Linked DNA regions of Zea mays: all the other regions are linked to region 4. A link is a contact called in public Hi-C data. All regions are on one chromosome and are shown on one strand. The core of a region is the stretch at or near the end of the contact, and the rest is flanking DNA. Distances in the headings are between cores, read along the strand shown.

Region 1 (2,700 bases), core at 19-2,518, 480 kb before region 4:
CTCTAGCATGACGTGACTTCCTCCGCAAAAGCAGAGCATGGGAGACAGAGAAAGGAGAGAGAGCGGAGGGACCGCGATAAAGGTGGAAGTTGTTGCCTGCGTTTGCCATTGCCCTCAGTTTTATCTGTTCCACTGTGTAGTCTGTAGCGGCTTTTTGTTGAGACCAACGTCTGATGCTGCCTACGTTGGTGCTGCTCTGATGAGGTCGATTGCATAGTTCTAACTTGTAGTAACTGACATGGGAGTGGGAGGGGGAGCAAATTTTGACCAGGGCATGACATGGAAAGTGCGTACCACCAATGGCGGGATGTCATCGCCGTCGTTGTACCTGGCTCTGTGCACCATGACCTCGTCCTCGCACCAGAGGAAGACGGGGATGTAGAAGTGGTATATCCGGGCCTTCTCGGCGTCCGACAGCTGGAGCTCGTTGAGGCGGAAGAGGCGCGCCACCCTAGCCCCGGCGAGAAGCCAGCGGTCGATGGACTCGGTGATCTTCTCACTGGTGTAGCCGATCCTGTCCACCAGCGGGCCGCAGCAGATGAAGTCATACAGGTCCTGCACGGACGCGATGAGCGCCGGGGTCGACGACGACGACGAGGAGGGGATGGCGCGCGGCGGCGCGGCCGTGGTCCAGTGGCCCAGCAGCGGGCACGACAAGAACGCTGGGCGGGCGGCGACGAGGTAAGAAATCAGACGCCACTTTCTTCTCGTCTATATGTATAATCATCATCGCTGTGCGCCTGTGCCGAAGAGAGAAGAAAGATTACCTTTTCTCGACGAGGGAGCGGCAGCGACGGCGAGCGGGCAGGAGGCCGCCGCCCTGCGGGGGTGGTACGGCGAGCGGGCGAGGAAGACAGGCGGGGCTGCCGCGTGGTGGTGAGCGGCGGCGGAGGAGGGCGGCGGCAGCGCGGCGTGGAGCGGCGCCATTGCGTCAATCCAGCACCGGATCCCGACGAGGCCGGAGCCTTCGGCGAGAGAGACGTGGGGTTGAAGGGGATGAGGCGGAGGGGATTAGGATTTAGGAAGAGGATTGGGCGCGGGGCGCAGGCAGCCTCTCGATGCAGCTCCTGCTGCCCGCCGCGCGGCCGGTCGCTTTCGCCATTCCGTTTGGCGTCTCTAGGCTCAGCTCAGCTCCCCGACACGGCAAGGCGGCACGCTCAGCTAGTCAGCTGTCAGCTCAAACATGGTGCCATGTCATGGCCTGCTGGTGCTGGCGGCTGCACGGATGCCGGCTGGCCACAGAAGATGTTCAATGGTTGGTATGTGGTTTACTGGCAGCGACGTCACAGACTCACAGTCAGTCAGACGACACGAGCCGGGGGCTGTGAACGACCGAGCGGGAAGGTGTTCGGCGAGATGCCTCGCCTCCCGCAAAAGAGCCTTGATGAAATGGAGAAGGCAATCGATTGGGAGTCCTTGTTTTGTTCTTCCTGTCTTCCTTCGTTTTACTACTTCCCTCCCTAATGATCAGCCTTGTATATGCAACAAAAACCCTCCTTCCATCCAGGACAAAACCTGAATGCAAACCATCTCCAAGAATGGTGTCAATGTAAGGGTCCTAACCAACCAGCAAATTTGTGCTACCTGTCCCAGTTCAGATGGGTGATATAACAAGACACAAGATTTATCTTGGTTCGAGCAATAGAAGGCCATACTTATAATAGGAGGATGAGACTTATATTATCTTGCACTTAAGTGCTCGTAGTACGGGGTACAAGCTATCCAAGAGAGGGAGTAGATCACAAGTATCTTGTGAGTGCTTGAGGCAAGTGCCAGTATCGAACATGGAGGGCAAACGGTGAAGTGTTGACCCATGTCCCTTACAGGCTCTGGACTCCCCCTTTTATAGTCGCAAGGAGGGAACCCAGCAGTACAAGGATTGTCGTAATATGGAGAGGCGAGCCCGAGCCCCTGTAGCAGTATAGCCTCCGGGATGGCCCTTGTACTGGCAGTTGCCTTTGATCATGAAAGGGAAATGTGCCCTTGGGCCATTTTTATAAATGTTTTGGTGATTAGATGCCCAACTCATATTGTTTTGGTTGATATGTTAAGGGTTAAAGAGATGCAAATCAAGAATCAAGGTATAACTCTAGCCTTAGTGAATTGTTTTTGGTACTAACATATTCCTCTAAGTGTTAGGAACCTTGTCAAATCAAATGAGATTGGATTGGAGAAGGTTGGCTGCATCCAGCCAGACTTGCACCAGTCTGCAGTGCACCGGACTGTCCGGTGTGCACCGGACAGTGTCCGGTGCCAAGGCTGGCGCGCTCGACGAACTCGGTGCTCTTGGAAAAGTTGGAGGAGTCACGACTATAATTCACCGGACTGCCCGGTGTGCACCAGACTGTCCGGTGAGCTAGCCACACCCGCGCCAACGGTCGGTAGCGCAATCAACGTGCAATCAGCGGGCGACGCGTGCCTTGTGCCGACGGTCACCAGGTCACACCGGACTGTCCAGTGCGCCACCGGTGATGAAGCTGAGGTGCCCGATCTTTCGGCGAGTAGAGATAATTCCGATTTGGCGGAAGATGACCCTTGCGATCCGACTACGACGAGCAAGCCCGAGGCGCCAATGCAATCGCTGAACCAACTCCCTGTGGTTATCGACCTTGCTGATGCGAGATCGGCCTGATCACGAAGATCGTTTCCTGTGCGCAATCGAAGAACGAACAAGAAAAAAGATGCGAGCAATCTAATCTA
Region 2 (2,700 bases), core at 135-2,634, 420 kb after region 4:
GCAGTCACTTCGCCGCTTTACTGACCGATCTGACAGGAAAACAGCGCTGTTCGCCCCGCTCCCGTTACCGTGCCAACCACCAGGATAAAACTGAGCCACGATCTCCCACGAGTTCGGCCTCGGGCGCAACATGGAGCTCCACCTCGCCCGACCTCAGGCCTCGGCCTCAGCCTCATCCTCGGAAGAAGATCTCCGCCTCGCCCGGCCTCAGGCCTCGGCCTCAGCCTCGGCCTCGGAAGAAGATCTCCGCCTCGCCCGACCCCAGGCCTCGGCCTCAAGAGAAGTCTTCGCCTCGCCCGACCTGGGCCTCGGACCGACTACGCTACAGGGGATGCATCATTACCCTACTCCTAGCTAGCTGCCTCAGGCTATGAAGGAACAAGACCGGTGTCCCATCTAAGGTTACTCCGGTAACAGGTAATGATGGTTTCCCGTGTGCGCCCATGACGTCGGATTGCTCTCAACCACCTACAGAAGCAAGACAACGTCAGCAGGATCTATGCCACACCGACAGCTGTGCTTCTACAGGGCTCAAGGCACTTCTCCGATGGCCACGTTAGCTCGTGCACATGGCTTAAGGTGCTTCCCCGCTAGCCACGTTAGCACATAGCTACACCCCATTGTACAGCTGGACATCTCCTTGTATCTATAAAAGGGGATGTCCAGGGCCTTCCTAAGGCACGTTGAACGACGTTGAACAACGGGGGACGTTGGGGACAGAAGGGGAGAGGTTCACGACCACGCGAAGATACGTTGACATTGAGACAGAGACACATAGGGACTCTCTCTCTCTCGCTCTCGCCCTCGCTCCCTCGCGCGATGCTTGTAACCCCTACTACGAGCACCCCGGTGCGAGATAACATAAGCCCCATTTCCCTCTCGTGTTCCATCTTGCATCAACCCATCTGGGCAGGGACACGCAGCAACAAATTTACTGGTCGGTTGACGGTCCTTGCGGGTCCGAAACGCCAACACGTCTAAACCAGATTTGCTCAAACCAGATGTCATTGTGTCGTGCCACATTGGAGCGTATTAATGAAAGTTCAGAAATCTAATTGACACAACATGCCAAGTTTAGAGATCCATCATGTTAAGTTTAGGGACCAAGTAACTTTAATGTGGCACGCTATATCAATATCTAGTTGGAGGAAACCTTGTTTTGAATGAGCTACCAATTATTAGCATTTTTTCTGGTTTTGAGAGCACAGGGATTTATGTGATACCACATGCCAAATTCGAAAACCGCAAATATATTTTACTCAAAAGGAGTAACAGCAACGGTAACCCATTAATCACAAAGAAAACAAAACTAATGGACCTAAAGTAGTAGCCGAGAGCCCAGCAAAGAAGGCATCCACTCCCACTCGGCCACTCCCCATGCTTTCCTTGCGCAACCCAGCCCCGGCGCCCCGCTGACCTGGTCGGGTGCGCCTCCGCAGCTGCCGCTCCGGTGCCCCCAGGCCGCAGGCCGCTGTCCTCCTGTGATGCCATGGTGATTTGGAGTTGCTCTTCTTGTCTCCATGGATTCATTCCCAGAGCGGCATGGAGGAGGCACTACCCACTCTTGTCTCCCAGGCCTCCTGCATCGCCGCCGCCTATCCACCACTTCTCCTCCGCTAGACGGTCCACCAAGAAATCTGCCCCAAAGGCGCCAATGGGCTCTTCCATTCCTGCCGCAAAGGCGCTAATAGACTCTTCCAGAGAGCCCTTCTATGTCATCCGCAAGGGGGATGTCATTGGCGTCTATAAGAACCTCAGTGATTGCCAAGCCCAAGCCAGCAAATCGGTGAGGGCGATAGACAGACCTTTCCTTCTCTTACCACCTGCGCTGATTGCTTATTTCTTTCTTATGAGATATCAAATGTATCCTGCTCCGACGTAGGTACTTCATCCTTCAGTCACTGTCTACAAAGGCTATTCTCTGCGTAAAGAAACTGAGGAATATCTTGCTGCACGTGGGTTCAGGAACGCTGTCTGTTCCATTGGTGCAGCGGATGCAAGTGACGAATTGTTTGGCGATCTGGTTCCCTGCCCTTTTCAGGTAAACAACGGCAGTGCTCTATGTCCAGTGTTTTAACACTACAGATTTATTTGATTCCTATGGTCTACTTTTTTTTTGTCCCCCTTGAACCAGTTCGTGTCATGGTGTCCGTTCATATAGTAACATATAAAGCAACTTTTTATCATCACGGAAAATAGTTTCATGTTTGTACTTTATATTAGGTAGTAGTATCTATCTCAGCAGCCCTCGGCAACTGCCCTTGATTCTGAGAGCCTTACCTTGTCTAACACGACTTAAGCGTTAAGCTGATCTTTTCAAAGTTACATCTTCAGGTGGTTGTGCCGCTACTTGATTTTGCTTTCTTTTTTCCATGGCATTTATTGCACAGTACTGATTTATGCAAGTTTCATTTCAGCAACCTGATGAGAACACACAATCTATTTTGAAAATGTCACAGGGACAGGAGATGGTAAGATTATTTATTTCCTTCATGATAATCATGAATGTATGGTCTCTTCAAAGGTGTTCCCTACAATACTTATGAATTTGTTATTATCTTGTTTACTCACACTGGCAATCGTTTTTTGAAGGAAACAAGATCATCAGAGCATCCCAAAGTTGCTGATCTGGAACCATTACCAGATAGCGAAGTGAGTATGAATGAAATATGCTTACTTCTGCCTTTCTTGTCTGATCTG
Region 3 (2,700 bases), core at 167-2,666, 350 kb before region 4:
TGTGACCTCGGAGAGCGTGTTTTTTGGTTTTGTGATTTTTCTGGTACTCAAGTGTTAGGTATGCTTAGGGTTATAATCCGGGTACCCCTAATTAGGATACCTGACAAATTGTGTCTTCAAGTTGGGTTATGACTGCACGAACCATCAAGATGATATGTATTCATTTTGTGATTTGGGCATATGGTTTGCTAACTCATCATCTTACAAATGTGATTACAATGTTGGATATGATCATCATCTCGAGTTTCTTGGACATTGTAGTTGGACTGACAATGATGGAGTTGACATGCTCGTTTGTTTCAGCTTTTTTCTAACGAACTTTTCTGAAAGTCTGACTATTAAGAGAATATATTGTGGAGATTATGTGTAGAGTAAGATGAAAGGTTTCATAGTGTTTAGGGTCTACATAGTGTTTAGGGTCTACAAAATGACGGATTTTTACTATCATGACGATTTGGTCGATTCTAAGTTTATGCTGATTTTAGACGGTTTTCACTAAAACAATTCTCACACTTAAACCTGTTCGTTGTGACTTTAATCCACCCACTTCTGTTTTTTCTATAGTATTTTGTCTCTATTAATTGCAGTTGCAGCAGTCCGAACGACTTTAATGTAGCCGCAGCGAAAAGTTAAATGTTTGGAGTTCATAGTAACTTCTTGACGGCTAGAAGCTATAAATAAGCTGAAACAAATACCTAAAGACATGGAAATGAAACATGCAGGATGGAATATCAGTAGAGTGCTAGTCTGGCCCGGAGTGGGCTGGGCCGGTGATCCCCAATTCCTAGTAGTGGGTAGTGGCCAGACTGCAAGCGGCCGACGAGTTTTTTGCTATTATAATATTGATTTTGTGGGGCTTCTCTCCTTTAGTACTCTCAATTTGTTCTTCTCTGTAATAGTATTTATAAGTTAATTTATCCTTCAAAATAGTACTCTAACCTCTTTTAATCATTTTCTTTTTTATTTCTCACCAGTGACTATATTGCATCTCTCTATTTTCTTCTCTCCTTGCTCCTCATCGTCGGCTCGACTCCTCTCTCTTCTCGCATACAAAAAAAAACATTGCAGCAGCACGCCGGCGCTGCTGGATGGTGACCGTGCGGCCAACTGCCACCCCTTGCTACGGTCTAAACCACCAGACAGAAGATAGGAGTGTTGCATCGTCTTTCATTCCTGCGTCTCTGCCTGGATTATTTGTGTTTCTGTTATTTATATAGCTGCGAGGGTAACGATAGGGTCAATTTATGTGCTGAGAAATAAAAAAAGAAAATAAAAATGATTGAAAATGGTTAGAATACTATTTTGAAGGATGAATCAACTTGTAGATACTATTATAGAGAAGACTAAAATGAGAGTACTAAAAGAGAGAAACCTATTGAAATCAGTACTATAATAGCAAATAACTCAGCAGCCGACGCCGAGGTCGTCCCTGTGCCCGTGTGCGGGTGCGGCGGGTCGCGGCGCCACTGCCGTAGCCAGAGCGGCCCTATTAACTTGGCCAACTCGACTCCGCTGACCCGTGACGCGGTGGCCGTGGCGAGTGGAGGAAGAAAAGCTGCCCCACTTTGCTTCGCTTCTCCGCTCCCTGCCTTCTTTCTTTCTTCCGCGATTGTGCTGTGTCCAACTCAAACAACAACAGCAACAACAAAGAAACCTCCCCTTCATCGTATCCAAACTCCACCACCACCATCATCGAATCGAAACCGCCATGACCACCAGCATCGAGTAGTAAGTCCCGCCTTCTCCGCCAGCCAACCCTCTCTCTTCTTTTCTTTGCTGGGCCTGGGATAAATAAACGGTTCCGCCTCCTGATGCAGCGACTATCTCTTCAAGCTGCTCCTCATCGGCGACTCCTCCGTCGGCAAGTCCTGCCTCCTCCTCCGTTTCGCCGTAAGTTTCCCTCCTCATATTTGTTCCTGTAGTTTATTGATTGGGTACGCGACTGCTTCTATTCCTGACAAAAGCAGCTTCCTTTGATTTTGATCCACATATATACAGGACGATTCGTACGTTGACACCTACATCAGTACCATCGGCGTTGATTTCGTCAGTACAAATACATCTCTCTCTCTCTCTCTCTCTTCTTACCATATTGTTCTATCTACTCATTATTCCTGGATCATCTACTAACTGCGACCGGCTGGCCCAATTTTATTAACCCCTCCTTTTGTTCTTGCTAACGGCCTGCTTTTTCAGAAAATCCGCACCATCGACCTCGATGGAAAGACTGTCAAGCTACAGATTGTAAGCTCATCCATTCACCCATTTTTACTTGTGGATTATTGCCGTTGCCATGTGTTGCACTATTGGATTCATTCATGTCCTGCGGTGTCAGGATATGATACTTGGTTTTCTATGTCATACTAGATCATAATTCCATTCAACCAAACACAAGGTTAGGAGGTACGAATATCATAGACCCTTGTATCTGCAACATGGGTTATTTCATCCGAGGACGTTAAGCACATTTCTTTCGAGGAAAAAAAAGAACGCTAGACAGCACAAACCGTAAAAGTTACTGGCACATGGTCAATTGCGTCTATGCATTGTTCAAACACAATTTGGATGTAGCGATTGTTCATATGCAACTCGATGCATTCTGTTGTTCCTTATTATTCTGTGCATAGTTTTTCAAACACAATTTAGATTTGGAATAACACAAGGCCATAATAACAAGGGGATGATGTGTTTGGAGTCCTC
Region 4 (2,700 bases), core at 39-2,538:
CATACTTGTCCAAAATTGAAAGTTTAGAATTGGGTATCGATTCATGCTTTCTTTGGGCCTCTCATAAGCCATTTAAAGCTAGAGACAATTAGAGTGCACCACATTAAAGTCACTAGGCCTATCTACTTATAGTATTATAGTTATCTACTTAAAGACATTGGATATACTTCATTCCTCGATCAGGGTCTCTCGGTTCAATCAGACAATAATACCTACCCAGTGCAACTGATAAACATACAGACTTACCAGATTTGACATTTATCTTATATATCTTTATTCTTTACCCCAAGTATTGATTGCATTCAATCAAATACTAAATATTGTTTTCTCATGTTTGTTTGGTGATGACATCATGTGGAGTTTTGCATGGAATGGCAAAGCTAGAAGCTTAAATAAAAAGGCACAACCCTCAAAATGGAGTATATCCAATGCAGATGGCTCCGATGATGAAGTTTCTTCATGTACAATCTTAGAGGAAGGCCTTGATTATCCAATATGCTGGAAATCCTTCAACCTTGTGGAGAATATTTCCTATATCTTGTGCTGTGACCACAAAATGTGCGAAAACTTGTTTATAGTTTTTTACATTTGAAGTGGTGATAATTTAAAATTTCTTTATGAATTTGACATGTGAATAGTTGTGAGTTCTTATTCCTTTACATTTGCCTTAGTATTCAAATGATTGCAACATAAATGTATTGAATTATCTCTATGATACTTTATTGTAAAGATTTGGACGTGTTTGAATAATTATCCTATTTAAATAAGATTTAACTATGTGATATATAGCCGTAGCGACAAGCTATCCAATTGAGATCGACTGCAACCGATGGCAAACCATCCAACTATGTTCGCTTAGGGACGGTCGATATTCACATCGCATTCACAATCTCAATGTATCTTAATGAAATGTATATGTGCCTAGTTAGTTGATATTTTAGATAAAAAACAATGCACCACCAATTATTAACTCTATATTTAGATGAACCAAAGCTAAAAATTAACCTGCTCTATGCATGTATCCGAGTACGTCCATAGGCTAGTAGAACATGCATATAGGAATGGCGTACGTTGATCAACGCAACGGAGGCGCAGCTACAACAATTGATTTGCATACGTTTCATCACGTTTTTCTATAAATCCTAGCTTAAACCCTGCACCCCACGTGAGGTTAGAGAGGAGGGACTGCTTGTGGGCCGTAGACATCAGGGCCCGGCCTGGCTCGGACAAATGAGGCCCACAAAGGGCCAGCTCGTCGTGATCTGTCGGCCGGCTCTCGCTCTGTAGCGCGCGCGCGCACACAGTCACACACACGGGGGCTCCGCTCTCAGGTATCAGACACTCTCACACTCAGACAGACACGGAGACACCACGGGCGGGCCCCACCCAGTGGCGTGGCGTCATCCTTTTCACTTGGGGACTGCCCTCTTGCTTCTCCCTTTCCTTCACTTCACCTCGAAATCCAAGGAAAGCCAACCAACAAACACAGTGAGTGGAGCACGAGCGCGCTGAGTGGAGCAAGAGAGTTGGAGCTTGGAGCCCCTCCAGTGCTAAGCTAGGGTTCCATCCCCACCAGCGCCGCCCGCTCCCTTTCTCCGTCCGGTATCAGCATCGCCCTCCCTTCTCCGCTGTTCCGTCCGTACGTGTAGATAGATCTGTCTGTCCGTCGCTCTCTTACGGTTTTTTTTTTCTTGGTCACCCCCCCCCCCCCCCCCCCCCCCCCCCCCCCTCTGTATCTCTCGGTCGCCGCGCCGCGCCACCGTTGCTGCATGACCTCCATAGAGAGCATGTAGGGTAATTTGCCCGTCGATTGGATGGGATCTATCCCGTCCCTGCTCGAGTCCATCCGATCCGTTCAGGCGTTTCCCTAGTTGCGCTGTTGCCTTCTCCTGTGTATCGTTGATCTACTCGCGTTCCATCCACTGGTTAGTTTTTTTAGCCCTTATCCAAATCTGCTGTGAAGGGGTGTTTGAATGTACTAGAGCCTGCCAAAATTAGCTCCAAACAGTCTAGCTAATAGTTTAGTTATTAGCTACTTTTAGCAAATTAGCTAATACTAGTTAGCTAGCTAAGGGGGTGTTAATAGTTAGTTGGCTAAAAAATTGCTATTGAAATTAGCTAGCTAACAAATAGTTAGCTGACTATTAACTAATTTACTAAAAATAGCTAATAGTTGAAGTATTAGCTAGGATGTTTGAATGTCTCCAGCTAATTTTAGCCACTAACTATTAGCTCTAGTGCATTCAAACACCCCCTAAATTTATTAGAGCTAATAGTTAGTTGGCTAAAAAATTGCTAGTGGAATTAGCTAGCTAACAAATAGCTAGCTAACTATTAACTAATTTACTAAAAATAGCTAATAGTTGAACTATTATCTAGGGTGTTTGGATGTCTCCAGCTAATTTTAGCCACTACTATTAGCTCTAGTGCATTCAAACATCCCAAAAATTCCAATAGCAATTTTTTAGCAACTGACTATTAGCTCCATTGCATTCAAACACCCCTAAATACCCCCTAAATGGTATGGCAGGGAAGTGTAACATCAGACCAGTAGCCACAACCCACAACAGGACTCTCATCGCCACATTACTTGCTCTAGAATAATATAATGCCTTCTGAGACGGGACTGGTTTATTTTGACTTGTGCATGTCCCCACGCACCACGTGCATCATTTCTGATCATTTGCCACTGATAATGTA

What was found. A called contact is a pair of places that touch in the nucleus more often than the background predicts.
Region 1: a Hi-C map of ear shows a contact between it and region 4, with 2.6 times the contacts expected there. The contact joins the promoter of LOC100274052 here to the promoter of LOC103629289 in region 4. A contact is called at or near these places in 6 of 25 Hi-C or Micro-C datasets (bundle sheath, ear, leaf and 2 more) and 1 of 3 datasets of contacts at active chromatin or transcription factors (leaf).
Region 2: a contact with region 4 is called in a Hi-C map of leaf, with 6 times the contacts expected there. The contact joins the promoter of LOC100278534 here to the promoter of LOC103629289 in region 4. A contact is called at or near these places in 8 of 25 Hi-C or Micro-C datasets (ear, endosperm, leaf and 2 more).
Region 3: a Hi-C map of leaf shows a contact between it and region 4, with 2.3 times the contacts expected there. The contact joins the promoter of LOC103629287 here to the promoter of LOC103629289 in region 4. A contact is called at or near these places in 3 of 25 Hi-C or Micro-C datasets (ear and leaf).

What each region holds. Positions count from the first base shown.
Region 1 is chr6:50,594,907-50,597,606 of Zm-B73-REFERENCE-NAM-5.0, forward strand. LOC100274052 reads right to left here and starts at 1,269. Exons shown (of 12, transcript NM_001148432.1): 1 at 768-1,269; 2 at 295-662. The coding sequence starts at 927.
Region 2 is chr6:51,487,813-51,490,512 of Zm-B73-REFERENCE-NAM-5.0, forward strand. LOC100278534 reads left to right here and starts at 1,385. Exons shown (of 9, transcript NM_001151778.2): 1 at 1,385-1,786; 2 at 1,883-2,041; 3 at 2,418-2,471; 4 at 2,593-2,652. The coding sequence starts at 1,490.
Region 3 is chr6:50,722,294-50,724,993 of Zm-B73-REFERENCE-NAM-5.0, forward strand. It overlaps LOC103629287 (ras-related protein RABD2c), which reads left to right and starts at 1,417. Exons shown (of 8, transcript XM_008650456.4): 1 at 1,417-1,728; 2 at 1,818-1,890; 3 at 1,999-2,046; 4 at 2,197-2,244. The coding sequence starts at 1,709.
Region 4 is chr6:51,071,454-51,074,153 of Zm-B73-REFERENCE-NAM-5.0, forward strand. It overlaps LOC103629289 (protein argonaute 1B), which reads left to right and starts at 1,289. Exons shown (of 23, transcript XR_002263241.3): 1 at 1,289-1,602.